Regions from separate parts of the Triticum aestivum genome. Here region 2 is linked to region 1. Evidence: chromatin contacts called from public Hi-C data. All regions are on one chromosome and are shown on one strand. Each heading gives the region's core, a stretch centred on a gene start, on an enhancer-like site or on the middle of the called end of the contact. The rest is flanking DNA. Distances are from core to core; before and after follow the strand shown. Region 1 has its middle 180 kb from the start of LOC123124720. Region 2 overlaps LOC123124720 (probable LRR receptor-like protein kinase At1g51890).

The links. A called contact is a pair of places that touch in the nucleus more often than the background predicts.
Region 2: a Hi-C map of leaf shows a contact between it and region 1, with 4 times the contacts expected there. The contact joins two enhancer-like sites. A contact is called at or near these places in 2 of 5 Hi-C or Micro-C datasets (leaf and root).

The regions. Positions count from the first base shown.
Region 1 is chr5D:300,600,646-300,605,863 of IWGSC CS RefSeq v2.1, forward strand. It overlaps the pseudogene LOC123121320. Among protein-coding and RNA genes, the nearest start is that of LOC123124720, 180 kb to the right of the region's middle. Within about 2 kb of position 3,101, at least 3 of the 8 cell types and tissues checked have an H3K27ac peak or open chromatin away from gene starts, as enhancers often do. A contact at or near this core is called in leaf, where this site is marked.
Region 2 is chr5D:300,770,139-300,775,356 of IWGSC CS RefSeq v2.1, forward strand. It overlaps LOC123124720 (probable LRR receptor-like protein kinase At1g51890), which reads right to left. Exons shown (of 12, transcript XM_044545290.1): 3 at 1,397-1,866; 4 at 320-458; 5 at 162-233. Among protein-coding and RNA genes, the nearest start is that of LOC123124720, 10 kb to the right of the region's middle. Within about 2 kb of position 3,218, at least 1 of the 8 cell types and tissues checked has an H3K27ac peak or open chromatin away from gene starts, as enhancers often do. A contact at or near this core is called in leaf, where this site is marked.

The DNA of each region.
Region 1 (5,218 bases), core at 1,851-4,350:
AGTTCTCAATTTTGCTCGCCTAGGTTCATCTCCTCGCCCAGTACTCGCTCTGCATCTGAGTAAACAATTTGATGATCATAAACTTGTTGTAATCATTTGTCTTGAATAATTGTATGCAGTACAATCTTGGAGTAATACTGAAATTTAACACTGAAACTGAACAGTGATATTGAACAGTGAAAGATGAACACTGAGTAGAACATGTACTATCAATACAGGTTTGGACCGGTACTGTCAATAGAAAAGATGAACAAGTACTGTCAATTTAGAACAGGTTTGGACCGGTACTGTCAATAGAAAAGATGAACAAGTACTGTCAATTTAGAACAGGTTTGGACTTAGTTTCATCAGTACTCCAAATCAGTAGGAGTATGAATTAACGGGCAGAAACAATTGCTACTCTCATTTAAGGTAAAATTGAGTAGGAATAGGAGTAGGAATATCAGGAGCATGAATATCAGGAAGGAGTAGATCATGGCCTTTGAAAATTTTACCCCAGCCTTACTTTGAACTCGATCTCATTTCTGTACTTCATTATTCCCATAAGAGGGTCACTTTCACCTGTAACTTGACATGATCAAGTAAACTGTGCACATGTCTATTTTTATTTGAATCTTCAGAATGTCCAAACTTTTAAACACTATGGTATGACTGAACAATCTAAATTTTTTGACATAATTTGATGTAAATATAATACTCCAGTCATTCTTAGTATGCAAATCTGCAGTTAGTGCTTCGAAAAAACACTATGGGAAATGACTTGAATGGAGAAATGTTGAGATACCAACCTGCTAGCTGAAAAGTGCAGCATGCCGGCATGAGAATGACTGATACCCTCACACATCTTTTTTCATTAGCCCTTCTTTAAAACAATCTGATGGAAAAAAACATTCAAGGTCACAAATCATATTATTGTAGGGCTCATATTTACTGTAGAAGAGAGAAGAGAGAGAAGAGAGAAAGAACAGAGCAAGAATATGGAGGGCACAAGAGGAGTATACTACAGTAGCTCTCCTCTTGTTGCAAGTCCTACACTAAAGTACTAAAACTACTGCTTGCAAGTCCTAACATAACAGCAGCAATCATCATCAGTGCTCCAAGTATCCAAGATGGAGTAATTAACAGGAAATGCAAGATAACCTAACAGAGCAAGATGGAGTAATCCAAGAAAATTAATTGAAAATTGCTGAGTAGTGTTGTGTGCAAGTGCAAGTACTCAAAATTTGTTTGAGTAGCAAATCTTGGAGTACCAGAGGACTCCAAGTTAAATGTACTCAAAGCGAATTAAGCAAATGTACTGCCATTAGTTTTCATTCCATTCTGAAAACTACTCCAGTTCACAAATTAAGCAAATCTTGGAGTATTGAAGTACTCCAAGTTAAATGTACTCCAAGAAAATTAAGCAAATGTACTCCAAGAAAATTAAGCAACTGAACTGGAGTAGAAATAAATTCTGAATATGTTCCAGTCACAAAAGAACTTGGCAAGTTGTTTTTATTCCATTCTGAATATGTTCCAGTCACAAAAGAACTTGGCAAGTTGTTTTTATTCCATTATGAATATATGTTCCTGACACAAGAGTTGGCAATTAGGCGCCCAATTAACTTGGTGATGCATGCTAAACTTAAGAACCATCATCACTTGGTACACACACCAGTTCAGATTACACATGATAATTAATTAGGCACGGTAACTAATTAACCCCAGCAGCTACCTTAGTTAGGTGCAGTAAAAACTCCTACTGCTACTGCATCTTTACCAACCAAATTCAGTGACAGAGCTACTCCATTTTACTCAAATTCAGTATGCAAAATTAACAGTAATCCATACAGCTGCTTCATACTCCAAATTCAGTATACAAAATTCAGTATGCTGCTACTCCAAATTCAGTTTGCAAATTAACAGTAACAGTACTTCAATGGAGTACAGTTGCTACTCCAAATTAACAGTGGGTCCTTGCTAAGCATATTGTTCTCAAATTAACAGTAGAACTCAAATTAGCAGCAGCATTCGTAGGTGGCAACACAAAACAGCAGCAACATTCGTACGAGTAGAAAATGAACACGTACTGGTTCAGATTGAAAGAGCTTAGCTAGCGCAGCTCAAATTGAAAGAGCAGCAGCTCGAAGCAGAGCTCGGCAGCGATAGAGAGTGTAGCTAGCGCCCATCTTGCTGCCGGTCTTCCAGGCCTGGGAGGACTTCTTGCGGCCGCCGATGCGGGGGATGCTGGCGAACTCTTCGTCGGTGAAGGCGGCGTCGTTGCTGGCGTACACTGTGCAAGCGCGGGGGCGAGCAGCGAGCGGGACCCATGGGCGCGGCGGTCGAGGCAGAGGCGGACGCACGAGGCCCCGGCATCGTCGGCGTTCTGGATGAGCTCCCGGCGTCCCGCAGCGCGGTGGTGCCCTCCGGGTAGTTGGCCAGCACCTCGCGGATGCGCCGCACCAGGTCCACCCACAGCCCGAAGTCCTCCAGCAGCATCCCACCCGGATCCATGTCGCTTCGTCGCCGGCGTCGAAGCACGCGGATCCAGCGCCTCCGCCGGCCAGAAGCTCATCGCCGGCGCCTAAAAAATCAAGGTTTTGACCTACGGGTGGTGGATTTCTGGCGGTGGGAGGAAACGGGGTGGCTCGGTGGTGCGGAGAAAGAGAGGAAGCGGGGTGGCTCAGCGGTGACGATGGCGAGGAGAGGCCGGCGACGCCGGGGATCTGGAGGGGAGCGAGAGAGGGGTGGCCGGGTGGGTGAGAGGGGAACGAGAGAGTGAGCTCGAGTGGGTGAGAGCGAGCGGTGGTGGGAGGGCATTTCTGGAAAGTGAAAAATTCTCGTAGCGTTACGAAATTTACAAGCGTTACGAAATTTACACGTCAAACCCTTAAACGACTTACATTTCGGAACAGAGGGAGTATATGTGGATGGGGAGAGTACGTAGCATCACAAAACCAGAGCTAGCTTCATACCTACAGGGTAAAATTTCCCCCCATATTCGCCCTTCGATACATGGATATGGACTCGTCGATGGTGACGTCCGGGTAAAGCGAGGCCCCGAGCGGCCTCAACTCCACCGTGTTGACGAACGGCGTGCCGGTGCCGGTATTCAGCAGGCACACCGGCACCCAGCTGGACCACGCGACGAATATTGCCTCGGACCACCAGTCGTCGGTCGTGTCTTGGAGCGTGACCGTGTCCCAGTAGTTGGTGCCCAGGTGCAGGTCGAACTGCAGCGACAAGGGGCTGCTCTTGCCGTCGTATCTGCCGTGGAAGAACTCCATCCGGACCAGATATTTGGCACCGCTCTCCGTGGGGAGCGTGTAGCAATTCCGTAGGCCGGACGGGAAGCTCCTCAGCGTTAGCAGGGAGACGTCGTTAGTAGAGCTCTCCTGGTCGGCGGCCACCCTGTGGTTCTCCCCGCCGTCCACGTACGGACTGTCAGAGATGTAGGCGATGTTTGTGTAGGTGTCCTTGCGCCTGCTGAATCTGGCATCCAGGCCGCAGTCGATGCTCAGAAAACCTGATTGATCGCACGTAGCACAACAAGGACGAAAAAAGATAAATTATCGATCAAAGCCGGCGTACTTCGTGGCAAAATATCAGCACGAGCGTTTCAGTGTTGTATGGACACATGCATGGACGGATACGATCGATGTACGTCCTTGAGGTTAGAAACCAACCTTCTTGCTGACCGGCGACATGAACTGCTGTGGCTGCCAAGACGAATGCACCAAGGAAAGGAAACAGCACCATCGAGAAAACAACTCAGTTGATAACTACACCGCATGCAATGCAGTGGCACGGCGAGAGGGCAATGCCTCAGGGGTTAGCATTAGCTGCACACAGTAACCCGTCTCACCAGCCTTAGGGTTAGGACCTAAGCGCAAATTGGAGATGATTTTTTAGGAGATTGATGATATATGTCCTCGCTCCACTAAACACAAGTGAGAGTGACATAAAATCAGGTTAGCTTCTATCCGAGAAGAGAAGAAAAACAAATTTTTTTAAAAAGGAGGATAAACCCCCGGCCTCTGCATCTGGACGATGCATGCGGCCATCTTATTAATTATTCACAGAGACCATACAAAGTAATACATCAGTGAGTCTGAAGCCATCATCTAGGCAACACCTGTTGCTACTCCTAGTGCATTGAAGAAGGTGTGCCGAATATTCAGGCCTAATATCAAACGGACATCGCACCAAACCCTAACATCTAAAGCCGGATGCCCCAGCCCAGCCACATACCGGGACTGGGTCCCATACCGGACCGACGCTCTCAGAGGCTGCCGCCGCCATCTTCCACTGGTCCATCTCCAGAGCAGCAACTGACCCGTCGACCTTGCCTGGCCTGCCGTCGACGGCACCACGACGCCAGACAACTCCACCATCCTACACGAATCTGTCCACATGCGCCCGTCGCCGAACCTCCGCAGCACCATGCCACCGGGATCCGCCGCCGGCCTTGCAGTGGATGAGACACCGCTCTTCCGCTTGTCCCGTCCAACTAGCACTTGCTCCAAAACGATGCCCTCAGGAGGGACAACGGCATCAAAGGTACCATCATCGTCCGATTCGGTAGATGCAGATCTAGGTTTTCTCTGGAGCATCACGAGTGGGGTGCCACGACCTGCAATAACGATACTTCGAGAAGGGAATGACATCATAGACGTCTCCATCGTCCGCCGTGATCGAAGTCAACGCCATTGAATGAAACCCGTTCCAATAGAAGTGACCCTATAGAACCTTTTTGTTATGGCAGGCCGCACGCCACATGTATAGCGTATTCAAGGCTCGGGCCACGGCCGTCGTGGCAAGATCCATGGGGGACGGCAAGCAAAGAGACAAGGGAGGGAGGGAGGCATCTCTAGGGCTTTCGCCTAATGAATCGCCCGCCCATAGTGCAAACAACAACCTTAATAAGCAACAGTACTTTTGAAGATTTAGATTGGTGCGATATAGTTGACATACATATTTTTATTAGTACTGTTGTTCGGGGCTTCAAGGTGCGAGCATTGGCGTTGACTGACTAGTTCTTCTCCAATAAGAGGGGAGAAGGAATGATGAATGAATGGCATTAAGACAATAACCTCGCTCTCACGGAACTGGTCGACATGTGACCTCTACAACACACTGTATACTTTCTTTTAGTGCCTCAACCTGCAATACAGTAATACAGATTATTAAGGTTGATAGCGACACTTTGGTGTCTCATTAATAGAGATTATTTCTATTG
Region 2 (5,218 bases), core at 1,968-4,467, 170 kb after region 1:
AAAAGGCAAGTATTGTGCAATTTTATACACTTCCCCACCATCCACTAATTATATGTCTAGATGGAGTGCTTTGTAATGGGGACATGTTGGTTAGGAAGAAGTCGATAACCGTTTGTAACAAATTTGTATATACATAGTTATACTCATTATCTAATACTTACAGAAACCGGAGTTCTGTGAGCAATGTGAAGTTATCAGATACCAATCCACTCATGTTGTTGTTGGACAGATCACTGCATGAAAATTAACATTCCAATATATGAGGGCAAGGCTACATATTAGCACACACAACATGAAAGGCCACCAAAATAATACTTACAGAGATATTATCCTCGTAGTGTTATCAGTTACGTCGCTACACTTCACGCCATTCCATCGGTATTTCTCCGGAAAACATGGATCACCCATCCAATTTTTCCTTACTCCGTACTCAAGTTTGATAGCCATCATTGCGTCAACTACATCCAACGTAAAAAAGGAGTAAAAGTTTGATCATCCTCGTGAAGAACTTGTTTGATCACTGAATACAAATGAGCAATTTGACAATGGTTCGTTAGGCCAACTGCATCGAGATTTTGTTTTCCGGACAACAACAACAACAAAGCCTTTAGTCCTAAACAAGTTGGGCTAGGCTAGAGCTGAAACCCATAAAATCTCGCAACCAACTCATGATTCTGGCACATGGATAGCAACTTCCACGCACCCCTGATCCATGGCTATTCTTTGGTGATACTCCGGTCCTTCAGATCTCTCTTTACGGACTCCTCCCATGTTAAGTTCGGTCTACTTCGACCTTTCTTGACATTTTCAGCATGCTTTAGCCGTCTGTTATGCACTGAAACTTCTGAAGGCAAGCGTTGGATATGTCCAAACCATCCTAGACGATGTTTGCAAAGTTCTCTTCAATCGGTGCTACCCCAACTCTATCCCGTATATCATCATTCCGGACCCGGCCCTTCCTTGTGTGGCCACACATCCATCTCAACATGCGCATCTCTGCTACACCTAACTGTTGAACATGTCGTCTTTTAGTCAGCCAACACTCAACACCATACATCATTGCGGGTCGAATCAACTAATCATAAACTGCCCTAAATATAATGTTCTATACGCTAACACAATTTAAGATAAAACTTCTCTTCTTAACTGTTTATATCTACATGTTAATAAAAGACTATAAAACACATATTATTGTGAAGAAAATTAGCAATGATAAAGTTAAAAAGGTGAAAAAAATATAGCTGTATATGTTCACAAAACGGAGTAAATGGTCCCCCACAAAAAAAACAGAGTAAATGTGTTTTGAACAAGGAATTAATTATCAATAATGTCTACAATGACGGTAAATGAGTTGAGTAGGGAAATAGATAGAGAGAGAGAGAGAGAGTCATCTCACAGTCTTCCGAGAACGTCCTCGGAGTATCGTGGGGGATGCGCAGGTAACCCTCGTATGCATTGAGCATCGGAGGCAGCATGGATGTATTGGTGGCTGCAAGAGTGATATTGTACTGGCCGTCCGTGGTCTTATACCATTCAGTATTACGCACATGACCAGCGGCCAGGTACGGGGGGCTGTAATTCGGATACCACTCGTCGTTGTTCATGTAGATGTCGAACAGCCGGAGCTGGGCGTTTTGAATGTCGGCGAAGTGTAGGATGAACTTAAACTCGGATGATGTTTTGTATGATACCCATGTATTGACGTGTAGCACCGTGCCATTGTTGATAGGAGCGACGACTGTCTGAAGAATGGGGATGGGTACCACGAACACGTCATCCTGCTTGATGGTCTCTTTGGTGGAAAGTTTTGCCCATGACGACATGGTTCTCAAACCCCAGTAGCGGTCGTATGGATCGTCAGGAAACCTTCATGAAAAAATGATAATCCATCATTGAGGCGATAAAGTGATTTTTTTTCATTACAATGTACTCCCTTCGTTTCTAAATATAAGCATTTTTAGAGATTTCAATAAAAACTACATACAGATGTCTCTACTCTTATAAAAAACCGAGTTGGTGATGATGGTGTGCCTGCCATCCTGCAATATAGACCGTCCAATCTATATCCGACGGATAGAAAGCAAACTATGGCAATTTTGCAAAAAGATACCCGCACCTCTCTCCATATTTGCATATAAGGCCTTCCCTCGTTCATCCTTATCTCACATAAGCTCATTGTTGAGCAATTAAAAAAGGAAGCCTCTGGAACAATCTGGGGCATGGTGGCCGCTGCCGGCATCGTCCACCCCCATGCCTCCGCTCAGTCCGACCACCTACCACCACCACGCCCCACTCCTCCTCACCTTATCTCTCCTCTTTCTCGTCTCCCCCACTCCGCTCAGTCTGAGCTGTTGGGACACGGACGGCGCCATCGACGTGCTTGCGGAGGTCAGTGTCGGAGAGGATCTGCATCAGCGATGTACGTGCTGAGTTATGTAAACCTGCAGATGCCGTTAGTTTTTACACATAAGATTACTCCCTCATGGGTCAATCGCAACAGATTTTTTTGTAAAATAAATGTATCTTGGTGTTCCGTGCAATGCACGGGCATCTTACTAGTATATAGACATATTTTAGAATGTAGATTCATTCATTTTACTTTGTATGTAATTTGTATTAAAATCTCTAGAAGGATTTATATTTAGGAACGGAGGGAGTATGAAACTTAAAATAGTTCTACATCATTAATTATCCCAACTTCAACGGAACTTAAGAACAGCTTCGCAAGATGATATGAGGAGTCAAACTTATGTATCAGGAAAGGTTTTAAAAGTTTTGTCTACTTCTGTAATTCAAGGAATAAAGATTTTAAACAAATATGAGAGAGTTTCATCCGAATTATGAACAAAAGTCACACTAGTTTTAACGCCAGTCTGGTTTTTGAAGATATCTTAAGAAGGAAGACGAGGGTTCAAACACATTGTTGATCAAAATTTTGCAGAGAATTGATGTTCCCTTGTGTCACACGAGAGGAATCAAGCCAAGAACTAGAGTTTGAACAAGGAATGGGACGGATTCCACGGCAGCTGCCGGAGTAGAGACAGAGAGTTTTTTGTTTTTTGATAACGAGAGGTAGGTCCAAGTTACAAGTCTCTGAATGTCTAGATTTCTTTTCGAGGGGCCTCTGAATGTGATGGTTTGGCACGCAGCCCAGGGGGGTCCTATTCGGCGCCTTCAGCGCCAGGAATCTGATTTGGCGCACACTAGCGACCTAAATGGGCCTCGGCCCACTACTCCTCCCTCGCTCGTTCACACGTACCCCGTTTGTGTCGTTCGCTACAGCTTTTCTTTCAATTGTTTTTTTCCTGCTCCCTGCTCTCTCATAGTCTATAAAAAATGAAAAAAATATAAAAAAAGTTTAAAAATTGGAAAAACTAGAAAATTTCATGAATTTAAACAAGTTTGCAAATTTAAAAAAACTTTCATCAAGTTACAAAAAGTTTACAAAACTGAAAAATAGTTCATTGGTTTCGTAAAAGTTCATAAATTTCGAAAAAAAGTTCACATATTTGAAAAGAAGTTCATGGGATTTGAAAAAAAGTTCATCAACTTTAATAAAAGTTCATTGAATTTCAAAAAAAGTTCATCGAATTTTAAATTGGTTCATTGATTTTGAATAAAAATTTCTAATTTAAAAAACGTCGTCAAAATTTTAAATTTTTTATGAATTTCTAAAATAGTTCACAGATTTTTTTAAAAGTTCAACAAATTTGAAAAAAAAGTTCATCAAATTTTAAAAATTTCACGCACTTGAGAGAAAAATAGAAAATAATAAAGGAACAGGAAAAATATTAAATAAAATAAAATATAAAAAAATAAAAATAAATAAATACTGCTGCAGGGAAAAACCAGAATGGAAAAGGAAAAAAAGAAAAATAAAAAAACTCCTGACAAAAGTATATATAAAAGAAAGAAAGGATGACTACGTTTGGTTAGTTCGAGTGCTACTTAACCTCGAGGTTGCATGATCAAAACTTCAGTCGCACCTTTTTTTGTGGTTTTAGCAGGAAAAAGTCTAAAATGGGCCAGCCCAGCGGGAATGGTGAGTGTGCGCCAAGTTGCAGATAATACTGAAATGGGCGCCAAATAGAATTCTCCCGTAGCCCGATGCATGTTATAAAGACCAATGTCAGCACTACCGCCTTAAGCGAGTCTCCAGACAAGTCTCGCTGAAGGCTCTGAGGGAACTGGGCCGGCCCGTTCGCATACGCTAAAATAAAAAGGTTACATGAAAGGGTAATGTTACACCCGGCGCACCGGCCGAGTCATCCCGCCGGACTCGCATGGGCCAGGCGATCCAACTGGATCGAAGCGACCAGAGAGACGTGGTTTCTTCGTCCACCTCGCAGGAAAAAAACAGAGCAAAAGAAAGGACGCCCACGCTGCCCGCGCTCGTCGGCCTCCTACGCTGCACGCGCTCGCCGGCCTCCTGCGCGGCCGCGCCACACGCGCTCGCCGGCCACCAGTGTCCCCAACCTCGATTTTCTGTTGGCCGTGCCAGCGTGCCGCTTTGACCCGAGGTTGTTCTCGTCGCAGATCTGGCCACATCTCTTGCAGAACGGAGACACCCCCGTCTCTGGCATCGTTTGGTTCTTGTCGTCGTCACAGCCCCTAGCCGTGTCCGTTGTAGCACCGGGTTGTAGCAAACCACGCCACCGATTTAGTCGGTTGTAGCATAACTCGACACTAGTTGTAGCTGGCTGGAGAAGCGGTTGTAGCAAAAACACGTTGTCGATTTGCAAACATGACGCCGGTTGTAGCAAATCGAGGAGCCAATTGTACCAAACCACGGCACCGGTTGTAGCAAAACAAGAAGTTGGTTGCAGCAGAGTGGCGACAGATTGTACCAAGAAATAGGATGCCAGTTTCTGCGTTCTAGCAAAACATGATGCTCGTTGTAGCAAAACGCGGCGTCGATTGTAGCAAAAGTTGAAGCTCATTGTCGCACGGCAACGCTGGCTGTAGCAAAGAAGAGAACGGCACCAACTTTTGCGTTTTAGCAAAACACGATGGCGGTTGTAGCAAAGTGCGACACAGTGGTAGCAACACGCGACACCGGTTGTAGCAAGGGGTGCGTTGCTGCTGAGACCAGTGTCGCCGTCGTCGTTGTAGCAATTCAGAGAAAAGCTGCAACCGACGACGAGAAAGCTTCAACCAGCTTCCGAAAAGCTTCAAGGAGAGAACAGTGAGCTGGACAATGGCGCGATATGATAGAGCG